3 separate regions of the Mus musculus genome follow, and regions 1 and 3 are each linked to region 2. The links are chromatin contacts, called in public Micro-C and promoter capture Hi-C maps. All regions are on one chromosome and are shown on one strand. The core of a region is the stretch at or near the end of the contact, and the rest is flanking DNA. Distances in the headings are between cores, read along the strand shown. Region 1 holds the start of Ap3m1 (adaptor-related protein complex 3, mu 1 subunit). Region 2 holds the start of Camk2g (calcium/calmodulin-dependent protein kinase II gamma). Region 3 holds the start of Cfap70 (cilia and flagella associated protein 70).

The links. Promoter capture Hi-C pulls out the DNA fragments that hold promoters and counts their contacts. A called contact is a pair of places that touch in the nucleus more often than the background predicts.
Region 1: a contact with region 2 is called in a Micro-C map of embryonic stem cells, with 6 times the contacts expected there. The contact joins the promoter of Ap3m1 here to the promoter of Camk2g in region 2. A contact is called at or near these places in 22 of 39 promoter capture datasets (the 3T3-L1 cell line, 3T3-L1-derived adipocytes, the C10 cell line and 13 more), 5 of 15 datasets of contacts at CTCF or cohesin (the G1E-ER4 cell line, the NIH/3T3 cell line, embryonic stem cells and 2 more), 5 of 484 Hi-C or Micro-C datasets (Th1 cells, embryonic stem cells and muscle stem cells), 12 of 115 datasets of contacts at active chromatin or transcription factors (the 230-238 cell line, DN3 thymocytes, the SCID.adh cell line and 8 more) and 4 of 9 other capture datasets (adipose tissue, liver, macrophages and 1 more).
Region 3: a contact with region 2 is called in a promoter capture Hi-C map of liver. The contact joins the promoter of Cfap70 here to the promoter of Camk2g in region 2. A contact is called at or near these places in 3 of 39 promoter capture datasets (liver and stem cell-derived epiblast-like cells), 1 of 484 Hi-C or Micro-C datasets (embryonic stem cells), 1 of 115 datasets of contacts at active chromatin or transcription factors (memory CD8 T cells) and 1 of 9 other capture datasets (adipose tissue).

What each region holds. Positions count from the first base shown.
Region 1 is chr14:21,050,046-21,054,121 of GRCm38.p6, forward strand. Ap3m1 (adaptor-related protein complex 3, mu 1 subunit) reads right to left here and starts at 2,397. Exons shown (of 9, transcript NM_018829.4): 1 at 2,095-2,397. It overlaps Adk (adenosine kinase), which reads left to right and starts at 2,529. Exons shown (of 11, transcript NM_134079.4): 1 at 2,529-2,655. The coding sequence starts at 2,594.
Region 2 is chr14:20,792,722-20,796,704 of GRCm38.p6, forward strand. Camk2g (calcium/calmodulin-dependent protein kinase II gamma) reads right to left here and starts at 1,367. Exons shown (of 21, transcript NM_001360186.1): 1 at 1,180-1,367. The coding sequence starts at 1,244. Gm30108 (predicted gene, 30108) reads left to right here and starts at 1,518. Exons shown (of 2, transcript NR_153779.1): 1 at 1,518-1,739; 2 at 3,613-3,833.
Region 3 is chr14:20,450,882-20,454,937 of GRCm38.p6, forward strand. It overlaps Cfap70 (cilia and flagella associated protein 70), which reads right to left and starts at 1,344. Exons shown (of 29, transcript NM_029698.1): 1 at 1,321-1,344.

The sequences.
Region 1 (4,076 bases), core at 1,147-3,646, 260 kb after region 2:
CATACAATAATGCAAATAATAAAAATAAACCCCAAATAATAAACAAGTAATAAAAATAAATATCAAAAAATGTTTTACAATTTTCCTTTTTAAAATTTTCCTTTTTATTCTCAAGATAGGGTTTCTCTGTGTAACCTCGGCTGTCCTGGAATTCACTCTGTAGACCAGGCTGGCCTCTAACACAAGAGTCTGCTTGCCTCTACCACCCAAGTGCTGGGATTAAAGGCATATGCCATGACTGCTGGCCACCAATGATCTAACATTTCCAGTCTTTTACCCTCAGCAAATCATACTGTTCCCTACAGACTGTTTGATAAGACTTTTTTTTTCAATAATTTAGATGTGTATTATGTGTATTTGAGTGTGGGTTTGTGCATGTAAATGCAGGTCCATGAGGACCAGGAGCGGACAGTGGATCCCTTAAAGCTGGAGATACAGGGGGTGGGATTAAAACCATCTACTGCTTCGGCCGAGGACCAGAGTTCAGTTCCTAGCACCCATCTCAGGCAGCTCACAACCCAAGTTTTTTAAACTTTAATTTTGTATGTATTTCTGTTTGTATATGTCATGTGAGTGCAGGTACTTGCAGAGGCCAGAAAAGTACATCAGATTCCCTGGAGTTATTGGTTGTTAAGACCTGAACTTGGGTTCTCTGCAGCATCTCCCACACAAATTAGAAAAAAAAAAAAAACCCCAAAACACATGCCTACTTAAAATATATCTATGTCTTATGCATTAAAAGGGGGTTAACTTTTCTGATTCGCAAGTAGTTTTGTTTTTTTTCTTTAAGTTTTTATTGTATTTGTATGGGTGCTCTGTCTGCATATGTATCTGTACACTGAGTGTGCAGTGCCCAAGAAGGCCAGTAGGGGGAGTAGGATCCCCGTGGGACTGGAGTTACAGACAGTTGTCAGCCACTGTGTGAGGGCCAGGAATTGAACCTGGTTCATCAAAAGTGCATCTAGTGCTCTTAACTGACAAGCCATCTCTCCAGCTCCAAGACTTTTTTTTTTAAATCTATACCGAGAATATATGATTGTCATATTTGATGTGATGGGTGATGTTGGTTAAAGTAATTTTAGTGATAACTCAGTAGGATGTTGGCAACGGCATAGCAGTGTGGTTCTTAGCTAAAAGCAGCAAGTAGGTAAAACAAAGATAAGGAGACTGAGATGGCTCATCAAAAAAGGTGTCTGCTAGCAAGCCTAAGGACCTGAGTTTGAGCACTAAGACCCTCATGGTGGAAGGAGAGAATTGTGGCCCAGAAGTTGGTCTCTGAATTCTACATGTATATTGTGGCATGCAACACACATACAACAAACAAATAAATGTAAAAAAAAAATGTTTAAAAACCAGGAAGACACTGAGAAACAGACGATAATAGCAGTGGGACTCTCTCAAAAGGGGGGCACGTTTTCTTCTTTCAATACAGAGGAAGGATTTATATATTTGCCTGCAGAAAATTCCTTTTCTTCTGTGTAATGTGTTTTCAAGTCAAAATCCCAAATGCCACCAAAAAAAAAAAAAAAAAATTCTTTCCCCGCGAGAACGCCGGATTTTTACAGTGACTCAACTTCTCAACTAGGAAGTTAAAGCTTCAATATCAAACAAATCCACTGCATCCAATCAGCCCACCCCTCATTATGTTTCCATTCTCCAGGCCACCTTCTTAGTTTACAGCCCTGTCACCTGTCTCCTGAGAAGCTGCAACACCCTACTCACTGTTTCCCCATCCCAGGCCAGCTCACGCAGGCGCCACCCTATAAAGAGAGCGTTCTTAGCTTCTTCAGGGGACTTGCCCTCCAAGGCCAAACCTGGGGTCCTACAAATTCAAGTCGTCGGTACTGCACCTCACTATAGATGACATTTCCCGTGCCTGGGGTCCAGGGTCCGAGAACCCTACGTGGCAGGTGCACCGCTCCCTTCCGGCCCAGCTGGCTAGAAAGCCCGGACGTGCCGGGCAGGCGCGGCCCCGGTGCACAGCAGCGGGGACGCTCCTGGAGCCCAGGCTAGAGTCCCGAGCCGGAGCTATGCGGTCTACTCCCCGGCTTTGGAGAGGTCTCCAGCCCGGAGACTCCCCGCCCTCACACTCACCCCGACACCTGGGCGACTCAGTGATTCGGTGCCGGGTCCTCTCTGCACCGCAGCTGAAGCAGCAGAGAATGCCGCGAGGACCCCGCGCTCGGAGTGCCCAGCAGATTGCCTGACTAGCAGCCGCAGAGGCACCAAGGAGGTCGGCTGGACTAGATAGACACAACGAGCGGAACGGCGTTCAGTGAGAGGCTCGGTGTCTACAGAGGTTGAAGATCTGACTCTTCCACATTACTCAGGGGCTGAAGGAACGGGGAGGTTGGCACTCCCTGAGCGCAGGCGCTCACCCGCAGCCTAACTCCGTTTGGGGTCCCTTACCGTAGTAATCGAGGTCCTGTAGGGAAGCGCGTAGAGCCAATGGTTATGGACTAGAGTCACGGATTGGGCGGAGCTTGGAGAGGCGGGGCTTAGTGGAAAGGGGGCGGTGACGAGCTGAGGGGCGGGGCCACCGGACTGAGGGGCGGGACGCGCGGCAGAGCCAAACTACGGTGAGAGTGTGAAGATGGCAGCTGCGGACGAGCCCAAGCCCAAAAAGCTCAAGGTGGAAGCGCCACAAGCGCTGAGGTGAGAGCTGCCCTACGTGGGGGAGGAGGGAGATGGCACTCGCAGTGAGCCAAGGCCCACGTGGGCTGGCGCAGCTGGTTGGTGGCTGCGTTCGTGGGGCCAACGCGCTGGACCTGCAGCTCGGGGAGTTGCCCGCGTAGCTGCTGTTCCCCTCAGTGCCCTCTTGTTCTGGACTCTGCTCAGGTGCATTCTCGGCCCTGGCAGCCACTGACCAATCAGAGCTGCTGGCCCGGGGGCCGAGCCTTCCTCTGGCGCCACGTGCTTGTCTTCGCGGGCCGCGCTAGCGCGACCCCAAAGGACCTATCTGGAGCTGCATCCTTTCCTAGGGTATTTAGCGGGAAGGCGCCCGGCGCCTCCTGGACCCTGGTAAAAGATAACATTCTTGGAATTCTTCAGAAGGCGTTGCAGAAGAGCGTTTTGAGTTTTCCGTCAGCTTTCTGAAATCATCTTTGGAGACCCCCTTCATGGGACCCCCAAGCAACCTCAGGCTTAGGTTAGGAAAGTTTTTGTTTGTTTTTCTTTTTTTCCCCTTTGCATATTTGGCAGGAGCGGAGAGCTCTCTCTCCCAACACCTGACGCACAATTGATGTTGCAACTTTCATTTACAAAAAGCCGTTCGTTTTTTTAAAAAAAATTTCTTCCTAATAAGTATAAAGTCCAGCGCGCTCAGTGTCTGATGACTTTGAAGTGCTCATTGGAAGGCAGTGATTTTGCTACCTAAAAATAGACGCATCAAACTGATTTAAAACCGTGGGCCTGTTACTGATTATACAAGGCAAATTCCATTTATTTCAACATATTTTTTCCATGTTCAAAAGGAGAATTGATTCACAACTGAAAAGGAAAGTTGGGGGGTCCCAAATCATGTTCTTGGTGGAATGGGTCTGAGCAGGTCCCTTTTAGTGGGTTTATTTAGTGCCTATTATTCTTAGAAGGTTATTGTGCATGTCTAATACCACAAACGTAAAACATTAAAAAAAAAACAACCAAAAAACTGAGGATGTTTTATTTTAAATTTTAGATTATCTGGGTCAGTGAGATGGCTCAGCAGATAAGGGCATTTGCTGCCAAGTCGGATGACCTGAGTTCAGTCAGACTCCAGGACACACGTGGTGGACGGAGTGAACCTATTCTGTTCTTCTGTTGTCCTCTGGCCCCGCCCACTGAATAAACGCATACTGTCTCCTTAGATTTTCTTTTAATAAAAATGATACTTTATATATTATGATGATCCATTTTAACAGTGCTTACCATCTGAAGTAACGGTATAAAGAAGCCTCCATGAAAGAAATGCAGGGATTAACCTTATTTTACAGGTGAGGATATTGAAGCTCAAAGAAAACATTTAAGAAAGGAAAATTCGAACCCTGGGCATCAGGATTCAAGTTTATTATTTGGTTCTAGTGTGTTTACACAACATC
Region 2 (3,983 bases), core at 117-2,616:
CAACAGCTAACTTAAGAATGGTAAGCCCACCCGATGGCCCTAAACAGATGTGGGTGGAGCACCACCTGGCTCCCATCTAGTTCCAACAGCCTCAAACCTCAGACTGGTGGGCGATGCTTCAAATACACACCTGCTGCATCTCACTGATTGCCTTGTGGTCCCAGCAAAGGCAACCAGGAGAGAGAAGAACAGGGAGACCTTGTTCCTCCTCTCAGCAGAAATAATTGAAAGTAGGGAAAAGGAGGGATTAAACAGAAGGTATGGTTTCCTGAGAAATTTCCCTTAAGCCTGGGAGAAAGTGACGCTCAAGATCCGCTCAACTGGCTTAAACCCACAGCATCCCCGCTCAACTGACAGCAGGGAAACAGAGGAAAGACAGCTCTGATTGTGACAGCAGTAACTCCCCTTCCCCGTGCTATTTTCCTGTACGTGACCCGCCAAATGGGCTGCGATCTCGGGCTCTGGAAATATCTAGGGGGGCGGGCAGAGCGGGGGCTGCAGTGGCCAGGCTCTGCACCGCGGGTGGGGGTGGCGGGGACCCGGGCTGCGGCGGCGGCCAGCTCAGTGCGGAGGGGAGGGGGATGCTGCGGCTGCGGCGCACGGCTCCTGGGACCACTGCAGGGATGGGGGGAGGGGCCGGGGGTGCCGCAGCACTGCCCAGCAGCAAGGCTGGGATCCTGGAAGCCGCACTAGCGGGGGGGCGGGGCCCGGCACTAAACATCTCCCCACACCCCGGCACCGCAGCGGGGCTGGAACTGCAGAGCCGGGGAGGGTCCTGAGTGCCGGGCGCGTGGGAACTGGGGGGCCGGTGCTGAGTGGGCTCCGGAGCTGGGTGGGGAGGGGGCGGTGGACAGGCGGGGTCGAGGGAGGGGAGCGTCTGAAGGGTGCGGGAGGGGCGGGGCTGGAAGGCGCCCCGGAGCAGTCCCGGGGCTGCAGTTCCCGCGGCGGCGCCGGGTGCAGCAGCCTGGCAGCTGCTGCAGGGCGCGGAGGGGGCTGCGGGACCGGGAACCCGGGGCTAAGGGGCCCCCGAGGCAGCACGCGGGAAAAGCTGGGGGTGGGGCGGGTCGAGGGGGCGCTGCAGCGGCCGGTGCAGGGCCGGGGGGCGGGGCGAGAAGCCGCAGAGCGCCGGGACGCCTGGACCAGGGTGGGGGGCCGCCGCGCGTGGCGGGTGGGCCGTACTTGCCGAGCTCCTCGAAAAGCTGGTAGTCGTCGGTGAAGCGGGTGCAGGTGGCGGTGGTGGCCATACTGGCGGGCGGACGCGGCGGTGCAGCCCGCGCCGACGTCGGTGCACAGTCACCGCCGCCCGGCCGAGGGAGCAAGAGGAGGAGACGGGGCTGAGCCCGGCAGCACCGCGAGACTTTACCGGAGAGAGCGAGGGAGGGAGGGACACCCCCGCGCCCGCCCGCCGGCCCCGCCCCCAAGCCCCGCTGGCCCCCGCCCCGCCCCCGGGGAGGGGCCTCCCACCGTCGGCCCCGCCCCGCCCCAGGAGCCGCCCGAACTGGGCCCCCTGCACCCGAGGGCCAAGGACGCGGGGTCCCCACTCCCGGCCACCCACTGGGACCGACCGAACTGGAAGACACCTCCTGCGGGCTCCTCCAGGGCGGACCCTGCAAGAGCTCAGGAACCAATGTGTGAAAGTGGTTCTTGAGTGGTGTTGGGTCTGGACCACCGAGGTCTGGGGAGAGGCCCCACACGTGGGTCCCATGACTGCAGCCTGAACCAAGCCGGAAAATGCCAAGGTCAAAGAGCGTATGTGAGACTGTACACTCGAGAGATGCCCCCAGACTGCAGAGCCAGCTGCCCGCAGCCTTCCCCCAGGGTGCCGACACTCTAGATTAGTGCAAGAATCAAGGGCATCATTAAGAAAAAACAAAACCAGAAAACCTTCAGCCGCGGTTTTATCAGCGAAACCAGGCCATGGGGCAAGATGTTTGCTTGCTTTTCTTTCTTTCTTTCTTCCTTCCTTCCTTTCTTTCTTTCTTTCTTTCTTTCTTTCTTTCTTTCTTTCTTTCCATTTATTTGTTTCGTGTGTGTATGCCTGTGGCCCTATGGTTGCCACAGCGCACGTGTGGAGGTCACACAACTTGGGGAGTTGGTTCTCTTTTCACTACATTGGGGGATGGAACTTGGGTAGTCAGGCTTAGCTCACGCATCTTTTTACTCACTGAGCTGTCCTGCGGGCCCGTGTGATGCTTTCCTGCATTCCAGTCTTAGAAATAAATGTTCTCTCCTAGGTCAGTAATAAAAGATAAAAGTAAGAATGTCTTGAAAAGGCTTTGTGCACTAGTGGCTAAAAGCAAAAGATGAAAACATGCTCGTTTTCTTGTGGGCATCCAGTACTTTTATTTATGACACTTTATCACATTTTGTAATGATGTATTTGCAAGTATGAGTGCTAGCACACAGTATTGAGAACTCTTGGATCATACTACCTAGCTCTCGGATGTCTGGAAAATCATTGACCTCAGGCATTCTGCAGTTCATGAAATCTGTCTGGGCCTTATTTGAGAACTGGAAATAATAGTGCAGTATACTTCATAGGGCTGTGAGCATTTACTGGGTTAAATCATGTATAATATTAGAGTAACCCTCAGTACCTTATTCAAACAGTGTTTGCAGCTATTGTGTAGTATTTTTCTTCCCACTAAACTGTGCACTCCAAAGGAACCCCTGGGTACTTCGCTCCAGGCTCAGTGTTCATAGAACGGCTCTGTCTCCAATATTACAACTTTATGGGACAGAGTCAAGTAAAAGCCACTCTGGAGGAGCAATGTGCAGGGCAATTTCCCGATGCCCCCCCCCCCCCCCCCCGCGCAGCTGTACCCCAAGTCAGAGGCCATTCCCCACTGGGCAGAAGGGAGCTCAGCCAACTGCTGCCTCTCAGTCTTGATTACAGCAGGGTGCCCACTGGGAATCCAGCCTCCTCTGTCAGCAGGCCAGTGCTGCCAGGGGAGGCAACTGAGAGGTACTCTGGCCTCCCAAGCTTCAGTGGGGTGGGAAGAGCACAAAGGGAGGACTTACCCCACAGCCCAGGGAGCAAAGTGTGTGTGGGGGGGTGGGGGTTGGAGATTAGGGGGAAGTGGGGGAAGAAAGCCCTGACTGATTACCTGAGAGGAGAGAACCAAGGAAAGAGCTGAGGTGACAGGGGCACTGTGTACTCCACCCTTCCACATGGCAACAGGAAGTTAAGTGGAGGGGACAAGGCCACTTCCTACCTCAAAGCAGCAGGTCCCAAGTCTCAGCCCGGTTGGGTAAGGAGGTTGTAAAATCAGGGATGCCAGTAAGTCTTCATTTTCTCTCATCCATCCTTGCTGCAGAAGCGGCTGCTAGTTGCGCTCCAGAAATGGAGGCAGCAGCCAGCGTGTCATTTTTTCACCAGTGTGCCCTTCCTGAGGGCTGGAGGCAGCTTGGGTCCTGACCTCCAGACGCTGATACTTGAACCTCACATATTCATTAACAGAAGATGGAGTGAGGAGTGGGGAGAGGTCACAAGCATAGACTAGGGGTAAAATGGGGTCTCTTAGGGATACCCTAGGGGGAAAGGTCAAAGCAGGGTTACAACCTGACTGGCCCAACGTGCCTGCTGTGACCCGTTTGTCATCCCGCCTACAGGATCTACACTGGATGCTTCAGGATAACCATCTAAAGCATCGCGTGTCTCTGGGTGAAATGGAAAATGACGTAGGAAAATATTGGGTGAAATCTTGGAAATGACTCATACTACCATGTAAATGGAGCCACCCATTTTTCAACAACTGTTCATCAACTACCTCCTATCTGCTCGTCACTGCCTTTTAGCGGAATGTCCTAATAAAGTGGAGATTTATAATTTATACAATTAGAAGCCTCCATTTTTCTTTTACAGCTCTACCTTGCTCCTGTCTTCCCTCCTTCACACTTTCTCTTGATAGCACAGACCTCTGCCTGCCTAGTGTCCACTCTGGCAGCGTGGAGCCTAGAGACACTTCTGTGTGCTCACACAA
Region 3 (4,056 bases), core at 94-2,593, 340 kb before region 2:
TCAGGCAAATGGGAGAAAGAATCTAAATTAAGTACAAGGACTGAGATATGTAGATCTGTCGTAGATTTGTTTTGTGTGTTTACTGAAAATAAATTTGAAATCTGAAGTAGAACATATCTCTGAGGACCTGTGCATCTGTGCATACTGTGTGCATCCATGTGGGACAGGTAATGCCTTCAGACTTCACAGTCACCATGCCATTTCCCAGTGACTCCCTCAGTCTTGCCCTTGCCTAAAAGCCTGACTTGTCACCCAAATGCTTCCAGGCCCTTTCAGGGCCTCAGTGGCACTGGCAATGTTCTTATCAAGTATGTATTAGGGATCTGTACCATATGAGCTAGCTCATCTGGGTTCCTTGTGCCAAACAAATACACCTTTGAGTCTAAGTGTTTTATTCTAATCCATTCCATTTCTGTCAAAATCATTTAAAACTGCATTAAGTTAGGGACAGGGACAGATGCTGAGGAGATATAAGCCCCCAAGTCTAGTGAGGAAGAGAGATATGTTGATAGACCAAGAGGTGTAAGCTTTGTGGCAGCCAGTCTGACAGATGACTGGGGAGTGGGGAGGGAACTAGCTTTCAATTATGCCTTGGCACACTCTAAAGCCTTCACATATGCCACACAGATAGAAAGAAGAGAGTGAGTTTCAGGCAAGTCTAGTCTGTGGTCTGGCTTAGGGTGCCTCCCTCCCTGCCCCAGCGTATGCATATAATCACTTTGGAACCCTCACATTCACTGTCTTATTCTCTTCTGATCATCTTTCTTAAAGCAGCTACCAAGGCTATTCATTCACTTTGAACATTTCATAGTCGATGAAGATTGTCTCCAACTCAGAAACAGTCGCCGTGGCTGTGAATTCAGCTCGTTCTCTGTCCGGGACATTGGTTTTGTTTACGAGGATGGCGCTGTGGTGGTTTACCTTGCAGTGCTAAGCAGATAAGAGCCTCACGCACGCGGTGCAGACACTTCACAGAACCAGATCCACAGTCCCAGCCGTGGAGACTGGCGACTTTCCTACTGAGTAACTGTGACCTTGCATGAATGCCCAACTATTGTTCTTGCCCTCAACAAGGCGTCCATTTCTAGTCACAGGCTCAGAGGCAGGACAGCTACCAATCGACTTGGGGATAGCATAGAGTAAGGAGATGGGACTGGATCCAGCTCTGGATGAAGCCGGATCTTGGGCACAGCTGGGCTGAGCGAGAACTTCAACCTGGTCTTAGCTGTAGGGAAAGAGCTCAGAATCCTAGAAAAAAAGATCTGGGGAGTGGGAGCAACAGCTTCACCTATAGCCCCTAAAAGGGAGTTACTGGCTTACCTGAGGCAGACGCTGGTTTTCTGTAACTATAGCAACCAGCTAGCTCTCGCGAGAACTTGTTTTTTCCCCACCTCAAAGAAGGAGGTTGCAAATTTGGCTTGTGCTCTGAAAACCACGCCCCTTGGGTGTTTCTCCTTTGCAAGTTTGGGTTAAAATGTAGCTTTCCACCTTTCAAATCTTTTTCCTTTACGATTAATTTCATTATCCACAAAAAATAGAATGATAAAATTAAAAGGAACTTTAAGGAAAGAAACCTTAGATGTCTCCAAAAAAAAAAAAAGTCTTTACTAAACAACTCCCATTTTAGCAGGGTGCCCTGGCCCTTGTCTCTAGTTCTAGCTACTTGGGAGTCCGAGGCAAAAAAGGATTGCTTAAGGATTGCTTGAGTGGGTGTTTGAGGCTATACTGGGCAATATAAAAATCGTCTGCCCTTGAAAAGTAAACTAGTAATTTAGATCTTTTCTCAAAATACCTGTACCTTAAATGCTGACTCTTGGATCTGTAGACGGTTCAGCAGTTAGGAGACCTTACACTCTTCCAGCGGGCCCAATCTCAACTCCCAGTACACAAGGGGCAACTCCAGCCCCAAGTGGTCCAGTGCCGCCTTCTGGTGTGAGTGTCAGTGCTTGCAAAGGGAAGAAACAAAAATAAATCTTAAAAAAAAAAAAAGTTGATTCTCAACTTGGTATGCATAGCAAGTTCCAGGCCAGATAGGGCCACATAGCCAAGTTCTTCCTGTGTTTGCAAAGCACACTCTACACCGCTAAGTTTGGCCCCCAGCAATGGCCATATCTAATAATATAATCAGAAGTATATGTACAAGGTCTAAGCAATTGCTATCAAAATCGTAACTGACAGGCTGGTGTGACAGGCCACAAGAGTGTGACGTGCTCTGGCAGAGGCCCAAGCCTGGTTCACAGCACCCACGCTGGGTGGCTCAGAAGTGACTCTAGTTCTAGGGGACCCCCAGGTCACCTGATGCCTCTAGTCTTCACGGCCACCTGCATCCATGTGCATATACCACACAAAGACACATATTCACACACATAATTCAAAACATAAGTCTTTAAAATAAACACTACTGACTTTGTCAGAAATTAAGAGGATTCACACTTCCCTATTTCATAATGTCCTATAGAAGGATTGGCCTATAAAGTATTAAGGAACAAGGACAGATAATACAGGCCAAAGGAAACGAATCAAGAGTGACAAGTACACACCTAACAATCCTGACCAACAGATTTGAACAAGATGGCCAAGACAACCCAAGGAGGTAAAGAGCACGCAGGTCGACCAAGTCCAGCTCGGTGAACCAATTCACTTATTCAGTCTTACTTGCAGGGACGCAGACAACTCAGGCGCTCGCTATGGAGCAGTGGGGATCTGAGATCAAGGCACAAGAGGGCATGTGAAGCTGAGCGCGTGTCCGCCATCCCTGCAAATTACATCAGGATGGGAAGTAGGGACTGGGGACTCTTGAAGATCAAGTCAGAGAGGTGGCATGCAGAGCAGTTGAGAAGGGACCATCTCAAAACAAGGTTGTGCTCTGACCTCTACACACTGTGGTATATATGGCACTTCATGAATGCATATGTAACAACGCTCACGTGAATGTATGTGTACGCACACACAAAACTGTGGTATGTAAATACATAACAAAATATTCAGTCTTTGAAGAAGGAAATCCTACCCACTTCCCTCCATTTACCACAATGCAGGTGAGCCAGGTGTGGTGATGCACACCTTCAGTCCCAGCACTGTGGAGGCGATAGCAGACAGAGCTGGAGGCTAGCTTGGTCTATACAACAAGTTTCAGGCCAGTCAGGGCTCCAATGTAATACCCTGTCTCAAAACAGACAAGCACAAGAACAAAGGAACAATACTAAAATGCAGATGAACCACGAACTTGAGGAACTAAATACGCTAGGCATTTATAGTGCGAGTATATAGACTCGTATTAACAAAATAGGACTCGTATTAACAGAGCAATGATGGTTGCTGGGACAAAGCTCATAAAAATGGGAGTTGTTCAAGAGAACAAACTTTCAACTCTTAAGTTCTAGAGAAGTGGCCACTACAATTTACAACAATGTAGCACCCCACACTTGAAACATGAACTGTAGATAGACCCTAAGTTTACTCCCTGTCTGTCTCTCTCAAATATGTGACAGTTTAAACTTGATTGTGAAAAACATTACACAAGTTTAGTTCTATCAAAGACTATACTGTGTACTTAAATATAAGCAAATTTAAAATTTGTCATTTACATGTCAGTTAAGCCCCAGGGCTGGACATGGCAGTATATGCCTATGCCTGGCACTTGAAAGGCTTAAGACAGGAAGATTCCAAATTCAAAGCCAGCTACTAACTCTGAAACAAGACTATCTTTAAAAAACAAAATACACAGGGCTGGAGAGATGGCTCAGTGGTTAAGAGCACTGACTGCTCTTCCAGAGGACCTGAGTTCAATTCCCAGCAACCACGCGATGGCTCATATGGTGCTTCATAATCATCTATAATGAGAGCTGATGTCCTCTTCTTGTGTGTCTGAAGACAGCTACAGTGTACTCATATAAATATAATAAATCTTTAAAAAACAACCACCACCAAAATACACAACCGAGGAGCTGGAAAGCTGGCATTGTGATTAAGATCACTGCTTGATCTTCCAGAGGACCTAGGTTCAAGTTCCAGTACTCACATGGCAGCTCACAACCATCTCTATCTCTATTTTGA